Regions from separate parts of the Oryzias latipes genome. Here region 1 is linked to region 2. Evidence: chromatin contacts called from public Hi-C data. All regions are on one chromosome and are shown on one strand. The core of a region is the stretch at or near the end of the contact, and the rest is flanking DNA. Distances in the headings are between cores, read along the strand shown.

Evidence for each region. A called contact is a pair of places that touch in the nucleus more often than the background predicts.
Region 1: a Hi-C map of embryo shows a contact between it and region 2, with 1.9 times the contacts expected there. The contact joins the promoter of fam181b here to the enhancer-like site in region 2. A contact is called at or near these places in 3 of 5 Hi-C or Micro-C datasets (embryo and fibroblasts).

The regions. Positions count from the first base shown.
Region 1 is chr13:7,002,562-7,008,882 of ASM223467v1, forward strand. It overlaps fam181b (protein FAM181B), which reads right to left and starts at 1,329. Exons shown (of 1, transcript XM_023961958.1): 1 at 1-1,329. The coding sequence starts at 818. It overlaps prcp (lysosomal Pro-X carboxypeptidase), which reads right to left. Exons shown (of 9, transcript XM_004075281.4): 9 at 6,034-6,321.
Region 2 is chr13:6,588,350-6,594,687 of ASM223467v1, forward strand. gab2 (GRB2-associated-binding protein 2) reads right to left here. Exons shown (of 10, transcript XM_011482305.3): 3 at 6,291-6,338; 4 at 2,788-3,377; 5 at 1,549-1,637; 6 at 1,147-1,426; 7 at 840-930. Among protein-coding and RNA genes, the nearest start is that of maml2, 11 kb to the left of the region's middle. Within about 2 kb of position 2,897, at least 2 of the 8 cell types and tissues checked have an H3K27ac peak or open chromatin away from gene starts, as enhancers often do. A contact at or near this core is called in embryo, where this site is marked.

The DNA.
Region 1 (6,321 bases), core at 79-2,578, 410 kb after region 2:
TCCGACTGGAAATAAGCAGGGGGCTGGACTGGGCCTGCACGCGGGTTCTCTCCTAGCTTCTTGGAAGGTCCTGAGCAGCTAGTCCAGGGGTCTGCTGTGTACAGATGATGAGCTACTACATGGGCGTCATAAGAAGCGGGGTCCAGGCCTCCCAGCTCCGACTGCATGCGCAGAGGCACGCTTGGGTAAAGATCCTGGTCGCTGACCATGCTGCTGTAGTCGGGTCCCAGGAGCTCAAAGAAGTCTGGGCTGCCTCGCTCCAGGTCCTTGAGGGTCACCTCAGACGTGGGGCTGACTTTAGAGCAGTTGGCAGGCTCAGTGAAGAAAGACGGAGGCAGGTTGCGGTGTCTCAGGGGTGGCTTCTTCGCTCTCTCGCCTCTTAATTCCTTAACGGGGCTGAAGAGCGCTGCCAGGCTCTTGCTCTGCAGGTTGGCCTGGACTCCGTCCCGTTTAGGCAGGACTTTGTTCTGCAAAGAGCTCTGCTGAGACACAGGGGAACTCTGTCTTTTTACCGGCGTTTCCGCTCCGTTTCCGGGTGTTATGATGCCAGTGCACCGTTTGATCTGCTTCTGAAGGTACTTCCGGTGGTTGACTTTCCTCTTGGACTTGACCGGCTTGTCCAGAGCCAGCTTGATGTTGCTGGAGGCCGAGTCGATGAAGCTCAGGAGGTCCCTCGTGGTCTCCTTGAAGTCCTCATCCTGCTCCGCCTCGCAGAGGAGACTCCCATCCAGACTTTTCTCCACGTCGAACTCCATCACAGACCCAGGGAAGCAGAAACTCATGAACTGGGGGTTCATGATTGCCGTCTGAACAGCCATTACTCTGTTGAGCCCGGCAGCTTCACCCGTGGCGTCCTCTGGGACCTCAGAAGCCCCCTCAGATCATGGCTTTGTTCCTCTGATGAAAACCCTCGGTCCTGAAGCTGCTCGTAGACATTGCAGAGCAGAAGTGACGGGCTCTGAGGAGAGCGGGTAGATCTTTCAGGGGGCAGGGCAAATGATGTCAGAACATCAAAGAGGAGGGGCCACGGAACCGCAGGACTTAACTCTTTGCTTGTGGGTGACAACCTGCATGTACGAGGGATTTGTCTGGAGTTCCCTGCCGTGCCGAAGACAATATCCTCAGTCAGGAGCCTCCTCCTCCTGCTCTAACTGCTGTGTGTGCTTTCAACCACAACGGCTTTCATGAAGCCAGAGGACATTACTGTAACCGTGAGCAGAAAAGCCTCAGTGCAAATCTGTGTCACAAAACCCAAAGTGGTTTGAAAAAAAGCCACCGTTTTCAAAGCCACGTTTATGATAAATAGCTTAAAAAATAGAAGATCCATCACTAATACAGAATATACATTGTTCGGTTTAGGGACAAATAAGTACTTTTTCACAGTAAAAGTTCGTGTGTGACCTTTAGATCAGCTTCACGTCTGTGGGAAAATCGATGTATCCAAACAGATGGCAATGTTTGGGAGGATCCTCCAATGGCTTGCTTGTGTCTTAATCTGCTCATGGCAAAAGTTGATTTCTAGTGCATTCCTAGGCCAGTGGGAATTTCTGCCCCGGCCTGACAACTATTATGGGCTGCCTTTGACATAAAGCCCTACAGGGTCTAAATAGCCTCTATTCTTCGCGCGGCGCTGAAAGGGAGCTTTGTGCCAGAGATTCATTAAATTGCACCTCACAGCCCCTTCGTAAAACGGGGTCTCAATAATGAACAGTTGATTTAACTAGAAAAGCTGCCGCTGCTGTTAAATTAAAGGGGAATAAAGTGCAGAACGGCTCGGTGTGCCAGCAGAAATGTTGACCTTAAGAAATCCTGCATATGAAACTTCTGGTTGTAGACAATAACGCGTTTACAGGAGGTTTCTTGGGGGATGTGGGGAGGAGGAAGCAGGACGTGCTCCAGAGTCAGGCGCACTCCCATAAAAATCATGTTTTCAATGTTTTTAACATGTTCTTGTAGCATTTATCTCATCATTCTGATGCGTCCACTTGCAGACAAATGTTAGGTTGGGGGTGTGAGTGGCTGTGAACTAACAGGACTTTAGTATAACACAGAGAACTTTCAGTTATGGGTGACAGGAAGGGTGGGCGGGCTTGCTCTGCACCAACAGTTGCGCCAACAACTCAGAGGTAAATTTTACGGAGCCCGTGACCTGACATGGGTAAAAAAAAAAAAAAAATGAATTCGTTCCCACAAAATAACTATGACCTTTTACGCACCCCGTATTTTCAACCGAATCCGGTTCCATATTTATTGTAAATACGATAACTGGTTTGAAGCAATAACAAAATAAATTTTGCCATTGCATCATTGATGTTTCCATTGACTATGGCGAGGCGATCGCTATGCCGGGCGGCTGGCTGGACAACAGACAGGGAGCCGCTGTCCGCTGCCAAAGCGGCATAACGATCTCTGGCTGCGGAGCACGTTTTCTTGCTATGCCGGCATCCGGGAACATGGCATAAATCCAACCTCTTAACATCCTCCGTGTCTTCCATGCATTGTCATGAGAGAAATGTGAAGGTATCTGCTGTTAATCCAAGTATTGCTCACATCCGTCTTTAGGAATGACTTATCACGGGAATATATTAATGATTTTTTTTACTTGTCTCAGGTCACGAGCTTCGTAGAAATTCGAATGAACCACGGCCGAAACGGTGCCCTAGAACAGTGTTTTTCAACCGGTGTGCCGTGGGAAATTGCCCTCATTAACTGATCTAAAAACATTTCCCATCTCGAGGATATCAGCTCTTTGTTCATCCAAACAGGCCCTGATAAAACACTGAGTAGTTAGGAATATGAAAGATCGTAAAATAAGTTTTTCTTTGTGTTTATTTGATTCTATTAAAGACATTTTGATAAGAATGACGGTACCGCGATTTAGCCATAGCTATAATGTTTTAGGAAGCGTCCCGCCCCTTTAACTGTCTCCACCAATCATTCTTGGAGGCTTAATCACATGTCATCAGTCTGACCAATCAGAGGTGGTTAAACTCTTCACTTCCTTGTTCTGATTCTGCTCATAAAGTCTCTCAGTTCCAAAAAAAATGCCAGCTAAAGCTCGTCTTTAGCGGTGTAGCTTTCCACAGAATCCGGTATCAGACTGTGAACAAAACAATGAAGCTCAGAGAAGAGAGTCTGTCTGCGTTTGGTGGCTGTTTGCACTACATCTCCCATGATGCATTGCGTTAAAGTGACAGTGTCTCAGCGTACAATGAGTCGTCCTTGTTAAACGTCTTGACACGACAACGAACACACATAAAACAGTTTTTAAATCTTCTAACTTAACTTTTATTACATCTTTTAGAAAAAACAGCTGCAGCTTCCAGTTTTTTCAGCCACAATTATCACAAAAATGCATGTGAGATTGAGGAGGGGCTGTAGATCAATACAGACTATGAGTTTCTCCTTTTTTTGTTTTAATTTTTGGATGCTGGTGTGCCGCAGGATTTTTGTCAAGGTTAAAGTGTGCCGTGGCTCAAAAAAGGTTGAAAAACACTGATTTAGAAAGACGTCTCGTTTATGTAATCCATGTGTAACTCTCACAGAACACGGCTTGAATGCAAACTCAAGGTTTGAGTCCTCACTTTGGCATAACGGGGCTTTTCTTTGAGTGGAAAGAAAACAGCTGCAGCCATTTGGAAGCACGGCCCCCTGACTCAGTGGAGGAGCTCCTATTTTTTCCCAGCAGCCCCCATCTTGGCAGAGTGACCACATCCCAGTCATGGCAGCCATGGCCACTCTTTCGAGTCGGGAGGTCTTGGCTTTTGTGCTGGTGGGTCATTCACTCCGCAGAGCACTGACGCCGAGATCCCGGAAACAAGTTCCTATTGTTGCATTAAGTCTGAGAGGGAGAGCGGGGATGGGCCTCAGCTGAGGAAGTTCACACTTTTGCATGTGTTCGATTCCCTTAATTTCTTTTAAATCACATTTCTGAACGTGGGGTGTTATTTCACCGCCCAAAAATGGCTTCTGTCCGTTTATCTGAGGTGGCATCCCTTTCTGTTCAAAAGAATCTGCTTATTCAGCATTCCTCAGTCCAAAAGAAGTGGGAACAGGGCTCCTTTGGTACAACATGATGTGACACGCACAGCCTTAATCTCTTCCTAATAGTGTGTGGTCCCCGTCTGAGCAGAGACACACTCAAGAGTTGAGTGAATACTAATAACGTCTCTGATTGATGACGATTGTCAGGGAGATCAAAAAGGCAAACAAAATGAATGACCTCTTAAAGTCCTGAGAAACATTTAAGGAGGGCATTCAGTGGCGGAGACCCCCACCTACTCCCGGGGGTTTAGCTGCATCTCTGACCCCCGAAGAAATTCAGTGACGCCTGTGACCAAGAAAAAAGGCGTAGAAGTCGGCTTTGTGTTTAGGTAAACTCGCATACCGGAGCAGGACGTGCTGCACATTTACACCACAAGGTCATCACAAGGCTTGAAAAGATGAGTGGGGGGGCTTTTCTCGAGGCTCCCTGCAGATTTGTGCATCGTCGTTTTAAACCTCTTTTGCACTACAGGAGTTGTATTAATAATAACGCTCGCAGGGGGGGCACCGATCAGAGGCGACAGGCTGCCACAATTTAGAGCTTTAAAGGCAGCCAGTGAGTTAATGTGAGCGGGTGGGGGGTGGGGGTCCCACAGGGTCAGCAGGCGTAACTGCAATAACCTCCCACCACCCGCCTTATTGACCACCTCCGATTGGGATTTTATTAAATCTCCAGCAAAGACAATTGTTCTTGTGGAGGGAAAATTGAACTCTGCGACCTTGTCTGCTCTGAAACACGACCAAGTGTCTCAACGCTGCTAGAACCCCATCTTAGTGGAAAAAGAGCCCCGTTTCAAGGAAAATGGTCGTATTCTCTGTGACTTTCCGTCTTTGAGCTGAGCCCAAACCTTCTGTTTATGTAATCCATCCATAAACCGGATGTAAGCAAAAGAAGTGTGTTGGGGGGGCGGCCTCCCTAAACGCTTGACTGCCTCCCAAATGTGATGGCTCAAAAAAATTCAAAAATTACTACAGAAATAAAAATGACAAAAACAAAACAAACAAAAAGAAAAGTAAAAAAAAAAGTGTTGTCTAATAATCAAGAATATTTTTCAATAGCAAAATAATCTTAGTGACCAGAAGTTTTTTTAAATAAGAATTCTTCTTAAGAGAATTTTTCTTACTCTCTTTTTTGTGCTTACTTTAAGGGTGTATTCAGACCAGAAAAGTCGGAACTTCGCCTTTGGTCTGTCTTAAGACGGCCCTCAAACATACTATTCTGATAAGAAACACGTAAACAAGAGCACATGACTAAAGATCTCTTCAGTCATTGGCCAGGAATTATGAGGGCGGAGCAAAACAACGAGAGACAGAATAATATAATGGAAGTCCTGCACTTTGCAATCCTCATCGGTTTAATTCAATTATTCAATTATTCTAACTTTACTGTCTGTACCAACGTCAGGTTCAAGACTTTGTAGTTGCTGCTCAGTACGGCAGAGACATGCTGATGAGGTTAAGAAGATTCAAGATTCAAAAGGGCTTTTTGTCATATGCAGAGTAAGGAAACAGGTTTCCCTGTACAATGAGATGCTTACTTTACTGTTCACTCTTAATCCCAAAAGGTTAAAGGTTAAATAAAATAAAGATGGGGTAGGATATTTACAGGATATCTGATGAGTGTTTATGACATTTAGATTGTTGGGAAAACGTTGTGAAAAGTGATATGCATCATATTAAAAGTTTTTTTGATGAGCTTCTATTCATCTGACTAAAGTGGAAATGAACTGAGACCAGAGAGCGGTTCCCGGTCCCGGACCAGGGGCCACTTGGCTGCATTCAGATAGAAAATTTGTTCTGGATTATCAGGGGAAACAAACTCTAAATTTACTTTAAATGTCCAATCTGAATAAACCTTAACTAAAATGTTTCAAACTTTAAAAAGTTTGTACTTTTTTTTTTTGGAGAGCCTTTTTCTGCAGTGAACGAATCAGCGGTTTATAACTACAACCTTGTATAGAAAGGTGAAGCAAATAAAAAAATGGAGTGAAACGGTTCTTCTGTGAAGTTTATTTTCCAAAACATGTCAAAAGTTTGAGATTTAGTACCAGGCGTTTTTCCGGAGGCTTATTGAAATTTGACAATCTTCAATATGGTAGAAAAACAATCATACCTGGAAGAGAGCAGCTGGAAACCGGCATGAATGATCGCAATCGACTAAATGAGATATTGATGGTTTTCAAATTAAAGCTTTAAGCACCCTGAAAGAAGTGACATAATTAAACAACATTTGAAAAACTAAAAGGAATCCATTCATTCTTTGAAAACTCGTCAGCA
Region 2 (6,338 bases), core at 1,647-4,146:
TTTGCTGTTTCTGCCATCCAACATGCCAAGTGCCTATAGAGTGTGTGGGCGGGGCTATGACCATGGGAGGCTGCCGTTGGTCAGAGCTGAGGTCGGGAGGTCGGGGTTCAAAGAAGGAGATCAGCTGACAACCTCTGTAAAGACCAAACGACAAGCTGATTCCTTCTGTGCATTTTGTTATTTTTTCTTGGGAAGACTTTGGTCTGACTCTTGGTGACAACGAGCTCTTGGTGAAAACGAAGCTCAGTGAAATGATGCGACCATGACTCCATGCGGTAACGACAACCAGCCCAAACATTAACCGTTTATGAGAACTGTACCCCCGGCGTTCCAAACAGGAAGTACCTGCTGGTTCCAGGAAGGAAAATCCCATAGACTTCTCTAGAGAAATAAACAGCGGCTCCTCAGTCATTCTATTAGTCAGAATAACTATTCTTGCTCTGATACCCTTTTTAACATTTTCCTGCCAATTCTTTTTCTTTATTCTAAGTTATAAACTGGCCAATCAGATGCCTGGATTAACATAAGTGGTGCCTGCTGGATCTCACGTCCTACGTTAGGAACGTTTGACAGTTTTCTTGTGGCCCGATTTCAAGTGGTGGGGGGTGTGGCCTTCCAACAATCTCCCTTCTGACTGGCGAGAGTGGTTGCCATAGAAACATTGCCTCAGACCGACTCACTGCTTACTGACGACGTCTGGCTCCAACATGAAAACATCCGTATCGGGGGGAAAAACGGTGACCGACGTCACTCTCGCTCAGTCCGGTTCTCATATACAGTCAATGCGCCCAACAAATGTCGTCGGCGTGACGTCTGCGAACATCAAAGCAGGGACTCACATGGGTCGTGTCCAGGACATGGTAACCGGGCTCTTAAATGGCAGCTCGTCGATGATCCCATTGCTTTTTAGGTCCAAAGGCGTCGGCTTCGCTGTGGAAAACACCAGCACAGATCTTCCATTAAAAAAATCTAGTTACGCCATTTAAAGCAAAGGCAACATGTGGGTGTTGTTGTGTATCATTTGAGTTGGTTCCTAAGAGCTTTACAAGTTAAAAGAATGCTGTGCAGATCATCCTAACCCAAGGTCAAAAAGGAAAAACAGAAATCAAACACACAAATGAAACACGCAGGGGGAAAAAACCTCACATTTCCTGTTGGGCTTCAGGTTGCGGTTAATAGGCGGAGGCGTGACATCACTGTAACGAGTGGGCCGGTGGCACAGGGAGGCGCTGCTGCCCTTGCGGGCAGGCAACGTGGCAGAGAATCCTGGGAAATCAAAGTGTGGTCCAGGGGTCATAGGAATGTAGATGTCGCTGGGATTGTCAGCCTGGGAGGCGCTCAGCGGAGAGGAGCCGGGATTCATGGGAACGTAGTTGTCATCCGAGTTGCCGCTGTCGGAGCGAGTCAGAGGCGCTTGGGCTCGCAGCTGCTGAAAGACACAGAGGTCATGTGACGGCCGCCGCCTCCTCACCCTCAGTAAAGACAAGGATGCGACATAAAAGGCTTTCCTCCTCTGTGGTTGATGACTTTGCGTTGGTATAAACTCACCAAGTAGGAGCTGAATCCGTCGTTGACGGACTCTACCGACTGGTTGTTGAAATGAAGACGATGATGGTTGTTGGTTTCAAAGGAGGAGCCTTTCATGACAAATGAGAAATTCAATCGTTTCTATTACCATAAATACAAAAAAATAAAGTACAAATGGAACAATTCCAAAGTCACGTGTCGCAATAATCCTAAAAAAAAAAAGGTTAGTTGGACTAAAAAAAAAAAGACATTTTGAAATGCTTCATGTAATAAACAAGTGACATCTAATTATGTGCTTCATATGACCACAGTTAGTCATTGTGGCGCAGGTTTGTGAACAGCCAGAGGCCCCACTAATGAGGGTCACAAATCAGTCCTTTTCTCTGAAGCCTGAGCCTGGACCTGGCAAAGGAACAAACACGGCAAATTAAGAATTCAAGCGCTGTGTCCAGCGGTACTGTTCTAAAAGCGGCTCATCGGTCTGGAACCAGGCATTTCGGATCGGCCTGTATGACTTGAATTTCATTAGCGTCTAAACGAAGCAATGATTCCTACACTGAGGCCTTTGTTTCTGTCCAGTGGCAGGAAAAAAAAGGAGGTGTGGGGGGGGGGGGGGGGGGGGGGGGGGGGGGTCAAGGGGAGGCAGAGGAGCCATAAGGAAAGAGGCGTGGTCGATCCAGACATGATTTAGAGACCCACTCCGATCAACTTTTGAGCTATTTCAGTAAGTAGTCTTTTAATTATGACGATGCTGTTTTAAGGCAAAAACAATGATAAAAAAAATCTGTCGTTTTCTAAGGCATAGTTTCTGCAGAGCAGGTTTAGAAAATTTGCTTAAGAGTTGTCGGCGGGACCGCTGGCGTGAATAACCCTGTCCCCCTTTCCTTCTCCATTGCTGAGAGCTTTCTGTTTTCATGATAGCACCCACAACCTCACATAACCAGTTCAACAAAAACACTGGAGCCGTCCAGTCGACCAGCTTGGAGTCAGATTCTAGCTCGGTCAAGGTTAACCAAGACGTATATGGATCTAGTCGTCTACAAGTAGATGGATCAAATAGGGGCGGAGCCAAGAGCATATGGCCCGCCCAGCTTATTTTATACATATATTATTTTTTAAACTGCAGTTTTGGGTCTGCTTCTTATTCATGATTTCAATAAAGAAATACTCAGAAATGTTATTTTAAGCTCAATGGTCATCAGAAAAATGCCCCAAGAACACGTTAAAAACACAATCTTTATTTAGAAGAAGAAAATGTACCTCTGTGCAGCCTTATGTTCTCCACAGCAGGGAGAGTGTTCCTGCGTGGGATGACCGATGACTTGACTTCCCCATTCTGACTTCCAGCTGAGCGGGGACTCCCCCTCTGCCCCTCTGACCCCTGGCTTGGTTTAGGGGGTCTAGGAGGCGGAGCGCAGGAGGATTCCGAGCTGGGGGGTGTGAGCGCATTGTGGTTCTTGTCAAACGTCCGCGGGATCTGGTAGAAGGAGCCGGGCGTTGTGGGGAAGTCGTAGTTGTCAGGCGAGCGCTCGTTGCTGTGCATGGTGGCGAGGGCGTTGCAAGGGGTTTTGAAGGTGTAGACCTCGTCATTCTCCAGATCGGGGTCGCTGAAGTTGCTGTGGAGCGGAGCCTCAGAGCTGTAGCCCCGCGGCAGGACGTAGCAGGCCTCCTGGGGGGAGCCGTCGTGCACACTGAGCTGTTGCTGCCCTGTCTTGGGGAGGCTGTAGAAGCCGTGCAGCTGAGATCCTGTGCCATTCAGACAGTGTGAGAAGCCGTAGGAAAGTTTCTGGACTGGAGAGTCACTCCCCGTCAGCGTGTTGCTGCGAGTGGTTTGAGAGAAGCTGGCACTTCTGCAACAGAAGCATAAGTAGAGGGGTTTTTACCATGGGCACTCCACACAAAGCCTCCAAGTTCCACTCCTATTCATCTTTTGGTATTTTTATCAGAACTATGGCATTTCTATGCAAAATGGAAAAATCTGTATCGTTTTCTAAGACATAGCCGCACAGTTTGGAGCCAGGTGCCATCTTGAGTGAGGAAAATGAAGACGTGCACGGATCTAGTCGTCTAGAATGAAGCAGGGAGCTTTTGGCCCGTCCAGTGTATTTTTTTCGTTCCAATCTTTTCCAAACTGCATTTCTTTGTCGGCTCCTATTTGAGTTACATTACTATACATAATGTAATGTGAATGTTTTGAACAAAACTGTAAATAGAAATACCCACATCATGAGGTGTGGGATCATACAAGATTTTTCTTCAATCCACTCGTTTTCAAGCACACTGTTTTGTTTTATGTCTATAAACTCTTGTGTTTATTTTCATTTATTTGAAACAAAGAAATGTATTCATATTTTCTTGATATACGGTATGCTGTATTTGACCAAAAACATGTTGAAAACACTATTTTTTAATCAGAGTGGGTCTTTAAGACCCTTGTGAGCAAACAACTGCCACACATCTGTTTCTAGAAACAATGTCATTATGTCCTGTCACCTAAAATAAATGTAATAACATCTACAGTCACTAGATGGCAGTGTTACACTAATAAGGAGAATCGAAAGTCTCTATCCACTGCCTGAGCAGCTTATGCATCCAAAATAGTAGAATCTCAAATATTTTTAAGGTTTTTTGAAACTTGATTTTTTAAGCAAGTCCTCAGCGTGCTAACAGGTTTAGGTGTAGAGGATGACGGGAGCTCAGACTTTCTCAGCCTAACTCAGGCCCCCTGTGGAAATGACCTTGACGGCCAACAAGAGCAGCTTAATAACCCTCGTGCTATCTTAGATGAGCCCACCCTTACTTTGACGTGTTCTCCCTACCATGACAAAGGTGGATAAAGGTGTAGAGGATTTCATGTAATCCATGGACACCAGTGAAGATCACAAATCATTGAAGAAAAAAGGTTCAGCGCACTGTCTAATGGGTCTAGATGACCATATTCCCAATGTTAAAGTGCCTAGGATAGCACAAGGGTTAAACAGCTGAAAACAGTAAATAAAATAAATAAAAATCCCCCCCCCTCCCTTGTGGTCATTTCTGAAAAGAAAGCACAAATTGAACTGCAAATTTTTTTTGTCATCAATGATGACACAATGCACAATACATCATTTCCTACTATGGTTGATGCACAAGTGGATGGGGGGGGGGGGGGGGGGGGCTTTTATATAGATGAAATTAGATCACTAACCATCAACCTGAGGATTTCCACTGAAGCATGAATCATACATGTGCGTCTAATTAGCGAAGCAGAGGCGAGATGGAGAAATGGGCATAAGGCTGATGAGATCGACTGAGAGGTTTGATTCTTCAGTTCCACTACGACTCCTTTCTGTGCAGCTGCTTCTGCTGATGGGGCAGATTCGCTCTGGAGGAGCGTAAACCTGCAGGAGTGATGAATGGCTGCTTCGGCTGTGTTTCTCTTAAAGGGCACCGATGGAGGCTTTGAGAAAGTATTAATGTTGACTTGAACTGAGCAGCGTCTCAGTCTGAGAGGTTTATGGCTTTAAAATTGCAAATTAATTTTCTATTTTTACTCCATCGTATCAAACGTGACTATTTTTTACCTAAGCAGTCTCTAAATTCACGGTGAGTTTTCCAATGACGTAGAAAGGATGCAGACCCCCCCCACCCCCATTAGAATTGATTTCATTCGATATTTACGTAAAGGTTTAAAAAGTCTTTAGCTTTGACATTTTGTTTAAAAAAATATACCTAGAGTTATGAAACATAAACCTTATATGAAACATAAACCTTAAAATAGTTTAGTGGAGCTTCAGCTGTTTTTTTTAGATATTTTTTATCATTTTGAGTTTGTTTTTAGATTTAAACTTTTTTATTTTGTCTCTATCGTTTGATCTTTGTTATATAATGTAAAAGTAAACAGTTGATTTTTGCAGGGAAAAAACAACAGGATTTTTTGTACAATAAGGCCCACTTAAAACCTTTTTTCTTTAAATGTTTTTTTCAAAAAACGACAGCACCTTACACCTCGGAGGGCCTTATATATGCTAACGCGGCTAACATCTAGCATGTTGGCCTGTTACTAACAGGGTTTGGAGTTAGCGTAGTCACAGTTACGGTTGTTTTAGAGGCATCTGTCCATTGTTTTTACGTGTTGAAAACAAGTTTGAGCGTTATTATGTATAGGCTAATGTGGCTAACGTGTGGCGTGTTACAAACATGTTCCAGAGTTACTGAGAATGTGGTTCATAAAGACTCTGCAATTCTCAGACTCTTTTGCCTTATGGTTCAGTGCACCTCATCTATAGACTATACAAGTATGTACCATCAGTATCTATCAGAATTTATTTCATTATACACTTTCAGGTTTTTTTGTGTTATTGTGCAATATAATAAAAAATAGATATTTGTATAAAAAACTGAGTTTGTGCAAAGAAAATGATGTCAAGGCTCGTCACAAAAAACTGTTTTAAAGATACATTTTTAGAGGATATTGTAAAGTAAAAGAAAAGGCCCTGGACTACTAAGGGTTAATGTACTTCTTTCCTGAATGTTCTCCATCTCATCATCACTTTGAATCAAACAGAAATGTAGAAATATCCTTTTAGAATAAAAGCTTCTTGTTTTTGCATTATTCTAGGCTGTTCCACAGACAGACAGCTCTCCGCCTGTTATTCCTCTCCAACGGTAGTTTGAACCCTTAGAGGCTTCTGGACTGAGGAAGCGCCGTAAACCTGTATGTTGACCTGCATTAACAGAAAACAGGAAACCAATGCAGGATGTCTGAGGGTCATGACCTTTACCGTGCACTCTCCGTCTTCCTGCTCATGCACTGGTGGAGGAGGAGGTAG